Linked DNA regions of Callithrix jacchus: region 2 is linked to region 1. A link is a contact called in public Hi-C data. All regions are on one chromosome and are shown on one strand. Each heading gives the region's core, a stretch centred on a gene start, on an enhancer-like site or on the middle of the called end of the contact. The rest is flanking DNA. Distances are from core to core; before and after follow the strand shown. Region 1 overlaps HIGD1A (HIG1 hypoxia inducible domain family member 1A). Region 2 has its middle 24 kb from the start of HIGD1A.

Region 1 (7,139 bases), core at 2,553-5,052:
ATGGTCTTGATCTCTTGACCTCGTGATCTACCCGCCTCGGCCTCCCAAAGTGCTGGGATGACAGGTGTGAGCCACTGCGCCCGGCCCACCCTTGCTTATTTCTCTTAATGATAATAGTCACCAAATAGATTCCCCTCACTGAAATTCTCTCGCCCACAAACAAGTAAACGCAACATAAGTGGCGGTCCTACTCTTACTATGAGAAACCCAATGAATTGAACAGTCAGAAGTGGGAATGCCTGAGTTTTGACGCTGACATTAGCCAAGTCACAGACCTCAACATTCTTCCCAAAATAATAATAGTACCTTCATTATCATGAAAGTCAAATAGGTCACGGAAGTGCTTTGTAAATGTGAACTATTCTTTGGTTATCTTTATTATTTTAGTAGTCATACATATTACTGCAGATTTCGCTGTTTTGCCTGTTATTGGAAGCAAGTTTTACTACAGCTTAAAACAAAGGCCTCTTTTGGCTCTCTCCATTTCACAGCTCTCATTCTAGACCTCAGCTTTGCAGGCCCCAGATCCAATCTGGTCATTTTACCATGAGTATCTCTTGGGGCTAGACTTACACCAGTCACACGTAACTGACATGTAAACCAGGAACACTAAGCCACTCGTTTATATCTGTGGGTTGTGAGCCATGTTCAGGGGCTCTCCCTTCCCAGCTACAAGAGTCATCAGAAAGATACTGTGAGCATGCATTCAGAACAAACAGAAACAAACTGCCTAGAGATGTCTTTGGCCCAGAGTTAAGCCTTTTTAAATTGTTCTACTTCACAATCAGGAGCCCTATATAGATAAAAATTGTTCATTTTCTCCAGGTTCAAGCCCTTCTTGCTGGAAGCTCTGCCTCCACAACCTGCCATGGATTTGGGCTTTGGTAGCTAACAGCCTCCCAGTCTCCTCCAGCACATTTTAGTTTCACACCATTTTGGCTACAGTCACTTATTTTATCCATGGAACTATTTTGTCTAAGATGTGTTTGTATACACGTGGTCTCATTCATCATATATTGACTTTAACAGAAAACTCAATGTTCTGCCAGATTCGTCAGTCCTTATTACCCAGGGGCCTCTCTGGTATGTGAGGTCTAGCCTGGCTCTCCGCCGAGCCTTCAGCATGACGTTGCTCATGTATTTTTATTTTACCCTCAAATTTCTCAATTCCATTCTTGGCTCACATCATGGTCCTTCAAAACATTCGGATGAAAGTAAACTGATCCTGGTAATTATTCATTTCTCTCATTAACTAGGTCCCCAATTTCTGTGCACTTACTAGTATTTACCACTTCCACAGGAAAGACCATTTGTATGTGGGAAGCTCCGCAGCTTCCTTTCTACAAAGGCTGAAGCAATTAGCCAGGTGTGGTGGTGTGCACCTACAGTTCCAGCTACTCGGGAGGCTGAGGCGGGGCGGGGGGGATTGCTTGAGCCCAGGAGATAGCTGCAGTGAGGTATGATCACGCCACTGCACTCCAGCCTGGGTGACCGAGCAAGACCCAGTCTCAATTAAAAAATACATACCTAGGCCAGGTGCAGTGGCTCATGCCTGTAATCCCAGCACTTTGGGAGACTGAGGCAGGAGGATTGCTTGAGCTCAGGAGGTGGAGACCACCCTGCCCACCATGGTGAAATCCAGTCTCTACAAAAAACACAAGTATCCGCTGGGCGTGCTGGCCCACACCTGTAGTCCAACTTCTTGGGCTTCTGTGGTGGGAAGACCACTTGAGGCCAGAAGGTTTGAGCTCAGGGGGTCATCGTTGACAGAAATGAGTGAGGTAGAAGGGGCGCCATGGGGCAGACAACAGCTGTGGTTGTAGACAAGCTGAGACTAGGTAAGGACCATGACTCAAAGGTGTGATGGCAAAATTTTATTCAGTCTCTAACACTTCAGAATTACATTCAGGATAGGAAAAGACCTAACACCAACGTTGTAAGAAGCTCCAAATACTGCAGCAGGGACCTGTTCCTAGCTTCCTCCGAAGGGACCAACTGCACACTGGCCTCCGCCCTCGACTCACTCATTACGACTGAATTTAGGGGAAATTTTTCTAACTTTTGTCTTGCTAAAAAAATTCTTTCTTTTGCTTCATACAATGACTAAGGCGAAAGTAGGCTCTCTTTTCTCTAAGAAGGCAACTAGATTCATGAGCAGTGTGGGCTCTTCCATGAACTCATGTCAGATAAATCATTCACTGATAAAGTTGCAAACCAGGCAGGGTGCATGTCTCAGCTGCCTCTCCCAAATGTCCCTATTCTAGTCAAACAGCTTGCAAATGGAACCAAGTGTCTAAATAATACCTGAATCTCCACTATGACACGAGAACTTTAAAATACTTGATATTCACTCAGTGTTGTTCTGGTCTGGTAGCTATGATGTGATGAACTATAGATTTACATGGGTAGACAGCCTAAACTTCAGGTCCCTGAAACTGAGCAGCAGTTTTTCATCTGTGAGGCAAGAAGCATGGCCTACATTAACAACACTCCTTCCACTCCAAAAATCTGTCTGTGATTCCGAAGTTGAGTTTATTTAGGGGGATTTTAAGTATGGAGTCAAATTCCAACTCTTACCACCAGAGGTCACTGTTGTTCATTAACTAGAAATAGCACCTTCTAGGGACAGTAGGATCCTCAATGTAGAAGCCTCAACCCTTCTTATTCTACTCGTAGTTAATTTAAGAAACACTGAACACTTCTGTGTGCCAGGTGCTTTGGATAAGAAAGGCCATCATGCCCTCAGACAACTGGAGGAGAGGCATGGAAGCAATCACACACGTCAACACTCCAGTAACCTCCAACATTAAGCCACGGACTCTCACTCTCAGTGCAAAACCAACGTACTATCTCCTAAAGCAGAACATCGTTTCCTCAGGGAGATTTTGTCCGAGCCCAGCCCTGGGTCAGGTCCCCAGCTGGGCGTTCCTGTTGCATCCTATACCTAGTATTCATCATACTTTATTGCGCTGGGACTCAGAAATGAACACCCCAGAATAGGACGTTTTGACATGCTGGACTGAATGAAGATGCAGCCTCAAGGTCTCTCTGACCTCCTACTCCCTCCCCACCAAGAAGCTGTTCTTTGAAGCTCCCTTATCTGCTTGAAGTCTAGACCTGCCAAAGGGGAAAAAAAATTACCCCTGGTCCTTTCCCCGAGGGTTTGTTTTTTTCTTTTTGAGACAGAGTCTCGCTCTGTTGCCCAAACTGGAGTGCAGTGGCGCGATCTCCTGGGTTCAAGTGATTCTCCCACCTCAGACTCCTGAGTAGCTGGGACTATAGGTGCATGTCACCACGACCAGGTAATTTTTGTATTTTTTTTAGTAGAGAGGGGGTTTTGCCATGTTGGCCAGGCTGGTCTCAAACTCCTGACCTCAAGAGATCCGCCTGCCTGGGCGTCCAGAAGGACTGGGATTACAGGTGTCTGAGCCACCTCACCCAGCATGGAGTTCCCATTAATTTAACTCATGGCAGGAAGAGACAAAAATCTGTCAACATACGTGGACAGACTTGTCACAAACTGTTACCTGCTCTGTGGGCCAAACAGACTTTGTCTTAGGCCATCCTGTTCTCTAGGTCCCTAAAAATAATTGATTGTCCCTCGGATTGCCACATTTCCTCCATCTCCACTTCCCCTATGATGAAGGGTATAAACATGTATCCTCTTGGGTTACTGAGTAATCATTCTGCCATTCCCCCATGATACACACATTAAAATAATTCCATGCCTTATTAATCTGCCTTTTGCCAGTTGATTTTTCAGTAAACCTTCAGAGGGTGAAGGGAAAGACTTCCCTTGGCCCCTACGATGGTAATCACTTATTTAATGCCAGCCTTCCCTGCTAGACTATAAATTCTGAAGGCAAGGCTCACGTGTCTCCTGTTCTGCTGCATTCCCAGTTACTGCAGTAACAATGGAAACAGCAACCATCTATTGAGCTTACTAATGCACTGGGTGCTATGCTAAGTCCTTTACAGTATTTTATTTAATCCCGTAAATGTAAAATGATGCTGTCCCCATTTTACAGATGAAAACCCTGGGTGCTTGCTTAGGAGTGGCAGAACCATGAACCCAGGTCTCATTCAATATAAAATAGTACCTCATCCACCTGAACCAGCTAATATACCAATCTCTTCAGGCAAGCAATCTCACACATATCTCATGTAATCTCATTACTATCTTAACCCTTCACTTGTATTTCTCCCCCATCTTCTGCCATTTGTCTAGATCAATGACTCTCAAATTTGTTATTTAAACAAAACCAGTAGAGTACCCATCTGTTAGAATGAAAGTTTTCTGAAAATGTAGTGAAAGGTAAATACCAAGACCTGTTAGTTATTGGACTTGATAAAGGAAGAATTTGAGCAGCCAAGCAAAAAATCAAATCACTTATATAAGAAAAATGTCATGACTTTAAGCTTCTCTAAAGCAACACTTCAATATTCCAAAGAAAAACGTAAACTGAGAATTGTACATCTAGCTAAATTTTGTTTACTGTACGGGCTAGAGACTAACATATTTGACATGACAAAAATTTAGGAAAATTATTCCATGAGTCTTTCTTGAGGAAATTATTAAATCATTAATTTCAGCTGACTGAGAGATTACTGGGAATCTTTGAATTTCAAATATATTTAAACTGTGAAACTAAAAAATGTGAGGATGACAGAACAGAATGTAAATATTATATGTCCTCACAATGTAGAGATGATACAACAAAAATTGAGAGGAAGGGAAAAGAAAGTGGAAGTTCACTGAGAGCATGGCAGACGGGCAACAGAGCAAGTCAAAGCTAAGCTGACAAGTCAGAGAAGTATAATGACATTTAACAGTATACAAGTGGGTCAGTCGTGGTGAATCACACCTTTATTTCCAGCACTTTGGGAGGCTGAGGCAGACAGATCATTTGAAGCCAGGAGTTCAAGACCGTCCTGGCAAACATGGTAAAACTTTGCCTTTACAAAAAATACAAAAATTAGCCCAGCATGGGGGCGCATGCCTGTAATCCTAGCTACTCAGGAGACTAAGGCATGAGAATAAATTGAAGTGAGGAGGTGGAGGTTGCCGTGAGCTGAGATCATGCCATTGTAATTCAGCCTGAGCAATAAAACGAGACTCTGTCTCAAAAAAAAAAAAAAAAAAAGTACAAGAGTAAAGTCCAATAACCTTATTGACTAGAATTGGTTAGTAGAGGAGGAGGGAAAGAAGAAATATGCTAGACTTAAATACTGCTCATAAGGAATTATTAGTGACTGAAAATAAATAGAGTGCTATAATTATATGGATAATCAGCCAGGCACAGTGGCTCACGCCCGTAATCCTAACACTTTGGGAGGCCAAGGCAGGTGTATCACCTGAGGTCAGGAGTTCAAGACCAGCCTGGCCAACATGGTGAAATCTTGTCTCTACCAAAATACAAAAATCAGCCAGGCCAAAGCTACTCAGAAGGCTAAGGCGGGAGAATCGCTTGGACCCGGGGTGGGGTGTGGAGGTTTCAGTGAGCTCAGATCGTGCCACAGCACTCCAGCCTGGACAACAGAGCAAAACTCCATCTCAAAAAACAAATTATATGGATAATCAAAAGAACAAAAATTACCCACAAAAGAAAGGAAATACACCATATAGAATATTTTTCAAATGGTCGGAACAGAAAGCAGATGATTAAAGTGGTGAACAACAACAAAAAGACCATTTCCTGAAACCTGTTCTCCAGTTTGTTCCTCTACAGAGAGCTTCTCCTTCGTGAAATAAGTAAGACAGCGGGCATGGGTCGCTTCCTTTAATAATACATGTGCCATGTCATGATGGAATGTAAATTCAGTTCAGACAAGTGGAACAGCACTCTGCACTACAGAAAAGTTTGGGTGTACTGTCTGGCCAAACCAGCTTGCTCGTAAGTCATTAATCAAACCCATTATAGTCATTTCTTCAGTTTAATGTTTACAATTCTTATGGAAAAGATAAGCAATGCACACATTTAAAAAGTGTTCATTTACCTTTGCTATGAGTGCTAAAAATACCTATTTCTATTTCAAGATGACATTTAAAATTTATTCTAATATAACAGCAGCAAAAATATAATTCGCAGTTACACAAGAACTAAACTAGAATCCATAAATTATTCTCATGTTTACAACTGAGATTCTTTAATAAATACTACTGTCATGCGGCTCTCCTGTAAGCTTTCTACATTTGGTTTAAACACATGCACATATACGTCTTGTAGGCTGTGGGAAGCTTTACAAGTTACATTCCATGAACTTTTTGGACAGAGTTCTAAAAGGGCCAGCCTGTCCACACAACAGGCAGAAAAAGGTTAAATTAACTGGGGCAAACAGGACTCTTATATAACCTCCAAAACATCTGAGATTCTGCAGCAAACTGGGAGTCCTTCAGGGGTGGCCTGTTATTTTCTTTAGAACTAAGTTGAGCTGAACAGTTTAAGAAGGTGGACATTTCAACATCATCAAGTGCATTTAGGTGACATGCTTCTTTCAAGTTAACCTGACTTCCTTGAATGACCTAGTTAGTAAACTAGCCACTAGTTATGCGGTCACACCAGGCAAATCAAGCCTGCAAGAAAGGAAGTCAGTATTCAAAATGCCATTTCACCATCTAAACCCATACAAATTAGTTTATTTTCAACAATACGTAACTTCAATAGAGATGTCTAACCAAAGTGAGCTCCTCCAGCGAGCCCAAGACAGCGTCTCTTCTTCTAAGGCTTCGGTTTTGCCCAGTATTCCCGATACATGGAATAGCCCATACCTAAAGAAGAAGAACGCTAGTTAAACATTTCAATATCTTCTTAAATACTGAAAAATAAAAACCAGTTCATAAAATAGCTGAAAGTAGCACAATTGCTTAGCATGGAATATTTACAAGGGGAGTAAGACCCCAGGAAGCTCATACTCTTGCCTTTTTAAACAATGTAGCTTCTAAAACTCTTTTTAGATACAGTAGTTTCCCAAGCAGCAAAGGGCTGGTATGACTATTTCACATGTTGCAATATTTCCTTTAAAGAGCAATCGACATTTACCTGGTAACTCTGAAAGGAGTCACTCTTGCTCCACCAATGCAAATGAAGTCAAGGAATTATAACGCCAATAGGAGCATATAACACCTGCACTTTAAATCT
Region 2 (7,139 bases), core at 2,064-4,563, 42 kb after region 1:
CATCAGAGCAATACTGGACTCACAGAATGAGTTGGGAAATGCTTCTTCCCCTTCTGTTTTTTGAAAAAGTTTGAGGGATTAATGGTAATTTTTTTTTTTTTTTTTTAATAATAGAGATGGGGTTTCACCATGTTGGCCAGGATGATCTCTATCTCTTGACCTTGTGATCCGCCCGCCTTGGCGTCCCAAAGTGCTGGGATTACAGGCGTGAGCCACCGCGCCTGGCCTAATGGTAATTCTTTAAACTTTTGGTAGAATTTACCGGTGAAGTCATCTGGTCCTGGACTTTATTTGTGGGACTTTTTTTTGTTGTTTTCTTTTTGTGGGGGGGGGAACATTTTTTGATTACGAATGAAATTTCCTTTTTTCCTCTTTTTTATCAAATCAGTGGTATTGCATACTAATGAAATTTCTAATGAAATGCACTCTCGCCCACAGGGAGATGCCCCCACACCCCCATTCAGGGCTTCACAGCAGTTGCTTGCCAACTTTGGGCAGAGCTGGAAAAATGAATCGGCCTTCAGCCACCCTACGCCCTTCAATCTTCTCCATAAAAGCCACCGTAAGCCTGAAAAATCATGTGTCAAGCCAACAGGGAAAGGAAAGAGCTCTAGTCATAAACTAATTCCAGGGGGAATAGGTTAAAGAATGCTTGCATTATATATATGTATTTTTTCCTTTTTCTCTCTTTCTTCTCTCCTTTTTTTTGTTTTTTTTTTTTTTTTTTGAGAGAGTCCTGCTCTGTCACCAGGCACCAGGCTGGAGTGCAGTGGCACAATCTCGGCTCACTGCAATTTCCGCCTCCTGGGTTCAAGCAATTCTCCTGCCTCAGCCTCCTGAGTAGCTGGGATTACAGGCACACACCACCACACCCAGCTAATTTTTGTATTTTTTTAATTTTTATTTTTTGTAGAGACAGGTTTTCACCATGTTGGCCAGGATGGTCTCGATCTCTTGACCTCGTGATCTGCCCACCTCGGCCCCCACAAAGTGCTGGGATTACAGGTGTGAGCCACTGCGCCCCGCCTGGCTTCCCCTCCCTCCCCTCCCCTCCCCACCTTCTTTGTCTTGCTTTGTCACCCAGGCTGCAGTTGGAGGGCAGTGGTGCAATCTCTGTTCACTGCAACCTCCGCCTCCCTGGTTCAAGGGATTCACCTGCCCCAGCCTCCCAAGTAGGTGGGACTACAGGTGCCCACCACCACACCCAGCTGATTTGTGTATTTTTTAGTAGAGAGGGGGTTTCACCATGTTGGCCAGGCTAGTCTCAAACTCCTGACCTCAGGTGATCTACCTGCCTCAGCCTCCCGAAGTGTTGGGATTACAGGCATGAGCCACCACGCCTGGCCAGCTTGTATTGTATTTTGATTTCAGATAAGGAAAGTCAGATCAAGTGACCATAAGAAGGTCACTTCTTTCCTCCCCTTCCTTTCTTCCACAATGCAGCCTCTGAAAGTGGCAACACCTTATTTATTTATGTATTTTTACCCAGCTGATGTTTTTATTTTTTGTAGAGACAGGATCTCACAATGTTGCCCAGGCTGGTCTCAAACTCCTGGGCTCAAGCAGTCTCCTGCCTCATCCTCCCAAAGTGCTGGGATTACAGGCATGAGCCACTGCACCTGGCCTGCCTTTTCTTTTTCTTAACAGTTTCTTTTAAAAAGCAGAAATTTTAAATTTTGATTACTTCCAGCTTAACAGGTTTTTTTTTTTAAAGTGGTATTTTTTGTGTCCTAAGAAATCTGTCCCAAGGTTGTGATTCTTTTCTCCTTCTAGAAATTTTCTAGTTACGTTTAGGTCTGTGATTCATTTAGACTTATTTTAGTGTGTGGGATAAAGTTAAAATCAATGGGTATTTTTTTCCATACACATACCCAGTTCTAGCACTCTGTGTTAATAAGACTCTCTGTCACTGAGTTATTTTTGCCATTTTTGTTGGTTATCAATTGAGCGTACATGCTAGGGGCTATTTCTGGAGTCTGGTCATTTCAATTGATTTGTCTTTTGTTAAATTCATACCACATCATATTGATCATTATAATGCTGTAGAAAGTCTTGAAATTGTGTAGTATACATTATTCACTTTGTTTTTCTTTTCCAGGATTGCTTTGACTATTCTAGCTCTTGCAGATCCACATCAATTTTAGAATCAACTTGTCTAGTTTTTTTTTTTTTAATGCCCTCTTGGTATTGTAGTTTTCTTTTTTTTTTTAAAGATGGGGTTTCACCATGTTGGTCAGGCTGGTCTTGAACTCCCGACCTCAGGTGATCCGCCCACCTTGGCCTCCAAAGTGCTTGGATTACAGGTGTGAGCAGGCATGCCCAGCCAGGGGCAACACGTTATTTTAAGGGGCACTAAAAGGAGTGTTTTCTGAGACATATTATTCTCCTAGTGCCCACCTGTATGTGAATGTTCTGGGAAGATCTGAGGGTGTGAGATTTGGAGAGATGAATTCATCTCACATCCTAGTTAGATACTTTATTCTGTGTAATTCAGGACAAAGACTGATGATTTTGGGGGCTAATCAGGGGATTCTTGTCAAGAATACAGTGTGATAAGGCTATCAAGACAGATTGCAAACTGTTTAGTAACCTCTGAAAATAGAATCATATGAAGTACAATACCTGCAATTCTGGCGGCACACATGAAATAAAACAGGAGGATAATGCAAGAGCAGGCCCAGAGTTGTATGGATTAGTGGACTAAATGAGTGACAGCTTTACCACAACCGTCACGCTCAGCTTTCACGGTCAGTTTAGGGCAAAACACTCCTGGGGGAGGGGAGCATCAAGCCATCTGACGTTGGAAGGAATTAAAGAATTAGAAAAGGAACAGCAAGTGTCCTGGTATAGGGTGGGCTTGAGCTGGGTGGAAGAGTGGGCGTTCTTCGGGTGGAGAGAAGGGGAGAAGAAAACGAGGGTGAGTAAAAGGCCACGGAGGTTGGAATGTGTCAGATGCACATTTCATCAATGCCAAGTGCCAGAAGGCGGCAAACCTGGACTTTGGTAGAGGCGTGGCACGGGAAAATTGCTGTTCATGGGTCAGCATGGGTGTGTTAACTTCCAAACAATGTCAGCTCACTGCGTGCAAATTACCCACATGACTCTGCTCCAGGCAGTAGCCCCTACTGAGCTAGTGACAAAGGTGAACCGCCTCTGACCCATTGTGAATTCTCTTCCCAAGATCAGGGGGGAGTGTTAGGCCAGGGATGAGGGCTGTGTCGCTTCCCCAGTTCCTACCAGGACATCAGGCCGGTGGCTCTTGGCTCTGCCGCTCATTCCCGTCACCTTTCCCACACATTCGGGCTCCCTCCGCTGGATCCTCCTGCGACTTTTCTGACGGGACCCTGCAGCTGTGCCCTCTCTAATGTTATAATAGGGACCCTGTGGCCTAGAGAGGAGTGGGGCTTGCCCTTCTTCCTGTGGCACACGGGTTTCACAGTTGGGAAGAGGAGGGGGACCGCTTGACCCCTTGCATCTGCACTCTGCCCTCTACCACGAGACTTAACTCGCTCAGTCTTCACCTCGTCATGCCAACTGAGAGGCAAGTGAGACACAAAACAGGATGTGGGAAAACTTGAAGGGGCTGTACCGTGACTGCAAAGGGCACCCTGGGATACACGTGTGGAGGCAGGAAGAGTTAGGCGCGGCAGGTCATCCTCCTTGATCCTGTTCTCAAAAGAAAATCAGCCCCCAAAATTCAGTTTCAGATCTCATATTCTGAAACTTAAACACTGAAGTGACAAACATTGTGATTCTTTCACAACTCTCTAATATTTACTAAACAAATATTGGAACTTGTTTTCAATACCTCCTTTCAAATACCCCTTATAAGAGGGTTAGGGGCTGGGCGCGGTGGCTCAGGCTTGTAATCCCAGCACTTTGGGAGGTCGAGGCAGGTGGATCACAAGGTCAATAGATCGAGACCATCCTGGTCAACATGGTGAAACCCCGTCTCTACTAAAAATACAAAAATTAGCTGGGCATGGTGGTGCGTGCCTGTAATCCCAGCTACTCAGGAGACTGAGGCAGGAGAATTGCCTGAACCCAGGAGGTGGAGGTTGTGGTGAGCCGAGATCGCACCATTGCACTCCAGCCTGGGTAACAAGAGCGAAACTCCGTCACACACACACAAAAAAAGAGGGTTAGTATCTCCTTTCCTGGATGTGATGAGGCTTCCTCTTTCCTGCCAAATACCCCAGACTTTGTTCTTCCCATGGCCATGTGGCAGAGGGGTCTTAGACTACTCCTGTATCAAAGGGAGTATGTCTTAGGAATCGGAGGGTGCTGCTGCTTAGCCTCTGATTTATTAGCACTTCTTATTTATTTATTTATTTATTTTTATTTTTTTCTTGAGACGGAGTTTCGCTCTTCTTACCCAGGGTGGAGTGCAATGGCGCGGTCTCGGCTCACCGCAACCTCCGCCTCCTGGGTTCAGGCAATTCTCCTGCCTCGGCCTCCTGAGTAGCTGGGATTACAGGCACACACCACCAGGCCCAGCTAATTTTTTATATCTTTAGTAGAGACGGGGTTTCACCATGTTGACTAGGATGGTCTCGATCTTTTGACCTCATGATCCACCCGCCTCAGCCTCCCAAAGTGCTGGGATTACAGGTGTGAGCCACCGTGCCCGGCCTATTTATTTATTTTTAATTAATTAATTTTTTTATTAAGAGACGGGGTTTCACCACGTTGGCCAGGTTGGTCTTAAACTCCTGGTCTCAAGTGATCTGCCTGCCTCAGTTTCCCAAAGTGCTGGGATTACAAGCATGAACCCCACGCCCGGCCTTTGATTGATAAACGCTTTTTCCTCTTCCCTCATTATGCAGTACAACCCCTAAACGTGGCAAAATCTTGTTTTAAAATTTTGTCTGTCCCCGCCCCTACATTTGGCATAGTGAACAAGATATGGAGCAATAGTGACTCCAAGAGGAGATGCGGTGTAGTGCAGGACAGAAGCTCCCACCTGGTGAAATCCTGTAGTGTCTTTTTTTTTTTTTTGTCACCAACTTCAAAGACCAACTGTAGTGTCTTTCTTGTCAGTCCCCCTCCCTGCCGTCCTCTCCTGGTGCTGTGGTCTAAGTCCTGCCTTCCCCCCACCCTTCTTTTCAGAAAGGCTTTGCAGCTTCAGGCAAGCATCAGAAACCGCATCTGTTGTTTGGAGGGCATGGCCGCCCTTTTATCCCTCTCTTCCCAGACCCCTCAGAACAGGTGTGCTCTATATTCCCTGGGCGAGATAGGTGTTCTGTGGATGCTCCTGTCTGCACGAGGAAGGGAACGCCAACCTCCCCAAGTCAGTTAATTTTGGTCCTTTTCTGTATGATTTGGGATTCGTGTACCAGAAATGACTAAGAATCTGTGGTTTTCTGAGAGTGATCCTGGGACTATACTTTCCTGAAATACTTAGGGCAAAAAAAAAAAAAAAAAAAAAAAAAGAAGAGAGAGAAGTAAAGAAAAAGAGAAACAGAAACTCTCACTGTGGCCAGATGGAGTCAGAGGTCTGTGAGAAGAGCAGGCTTAAGGAGTAAAAGGCTATCAGCGTGCAGTGAGATGGGTTGAAAAAAAACAAGTGAAAGGTGACACCTCGACCGTCACTCTCACCCGGAAGTTGCGAAACCTCCTTTAGGATGTTGGGAAAACTCTTTTCGGTGAAAAGTCTTTTATGGACCTGTTAAAATATTCCAAAAGCAAAACAGCAGACCCCTCACCTTTGAAGGAGGTGTGCCTTTTGTCACTTAATGCCTGCCTGCTTCAAATCCACGCTTCACTGCTCTCCTTTGCCAGCTGGCACGATGCTAAATCTTATCAGCAGGGGGCGCTGGAGGCCTGCTTTCTTTGGCCATGGCAGTGGTTTCTTGCCCTCCAGCCTCTGCCTGCTGGCCTCTCAGTTGCCCAGGACGCTGCTTGCCAATGTTTGCCCATGTTTCCTGCCTGCTGGCCTCCGCTGCTGTGCATGAGCTCCAGCTGGGCACCCCAGTGAATGCTTCTGCCATCCAGCAGCTGGAAGGAGGTTTGCATCCCATCTTGGTGGGACTCCCCTTCCCTTCCAAATCAGTACTTCCGTGAGACGCCGCCCTCTGCCTAGGATGTTCTTTAGCGTTCTCTTCGATGCCCTTGCAGTAGTTACTTCTCTTCAAATGGTCAATACATCTTTAGATTAAACTGTCCCTGTTCAAATTAAATTACTGTGGTTACTGTCTCCTGACGCTCCTTTCATGGACCATGACGTCAAAAATGCAATTACTGGAGACGGAACCATCCCTATTAGGTGAAAGTTTTGGTAGTTTCAAAACCAGTTCAACATACGGACACACAGGGGCCTTAACATCACTAGAAATTAAGAGAGGCGGAACCAGTTTATTCAGACAGAAATCCTATCTATGACTTTTGTACTTAGAATTGGTATTAAATCACTATATGATTTAATAGTAGTGAAATGAAACATTTACAAAACTTTGGAGACAGATTTCTGGAAACACAGAGATGACCCTCACCTTTCCTCTAGTAGTATCTGCACCAAAAGCAGCCTAATACCAGAAAGCCTCCATGTCTTAAGATGTTAGGACACTTAATTGTTAAAAATTTCATTGCCATCAGGCAGGACGCAGTGGCTCAGGCCTGTAATCCCAGCACTTTGGGAGGCTGAGGTGGGCAGATCACTTGAGAAGTTTGAGACCAACCAAGCCAACATTGGCAAGACCCGATCTCTAATAAACATACAAAAATTAGCTGGGTGTGGTGGTGGGCACCTGTAATCCCAGCTACTCAGGAGACTGACGCAGGAGAATCGCTTGAACCTGGGAGGTGGAGGCTGCAGTGAGCTGAGGTCACACCACTGCATTCCAGCCTGGGTGACTGGGTGACAGAGCAAGACTCCATCTCAAAAAAAAAAAAAGGGAGGGGGGATAGAGGCACATTGCCATGTGTGTATCTATGCAACAATCCTGCATGATCTGCACATGTACCCCAGAACCTAAAGTACAATAAAAAAAAAGTTCAATCAAATTGAGAAAATGGGAAAAGCTGCACCAGTCCATCCATCAGATTAGCGCACCCCATCACCACACACAGAATGCACAGCTGTGAATGACTCTAGTCCAGTACCAATAAGAACAGCTGAGCCACAATGTGATCCAGACGTG

The links. A called contact is a pair of places that touch in the nucleus more often than the background predicts.
Region 2: a contact with region 1 is called in a Hi-C map of skeletal muscle, with 18 times the contacts expected there. The contact joins two enhancer-like sites. A contact is called at or near these places in 3 of 3 Hi-C or Micro-C datasets (induced pluripotent stem cells and skeletal muscle).

The regions. Positions count from the first base shown.
Region 1 is chr17:80,540,004-80,547,142 of calJac240_pri, forward strand. It overlaps HIGD1A (HIG1 hypoxia inducible domain family member 1A), which reads right to left. Exons shown (of 4, transcript XM_008984107.6): 4 at 5,921-6,769. The coding sequence ends at 6,720. Among named protein-coding and RNA genes, the nearest start is that of CCDC13, 8.4 kb to the left of the region's middle. Within about 2 kb of position 3,803, at least 2 of the 16 cell types and tissues checked have an H3K27ac peak or open chromatin away from gene starts, as enhancers often do.
Region 2 is chr17:80,582,063-80,589,201 of calJac240_pri, forward strand. No RefSeq gene overlaps it. Among named protein-coding and RNA genes, the nearest start is that of HIGD1A, 24 kb to the left of the region's middle. Within about 2 kb of position 3,314, at least 5 of the 16 cell types and tissues checked have an H3K27ac peak or open chromatin away from gene starts, as enhancers often do.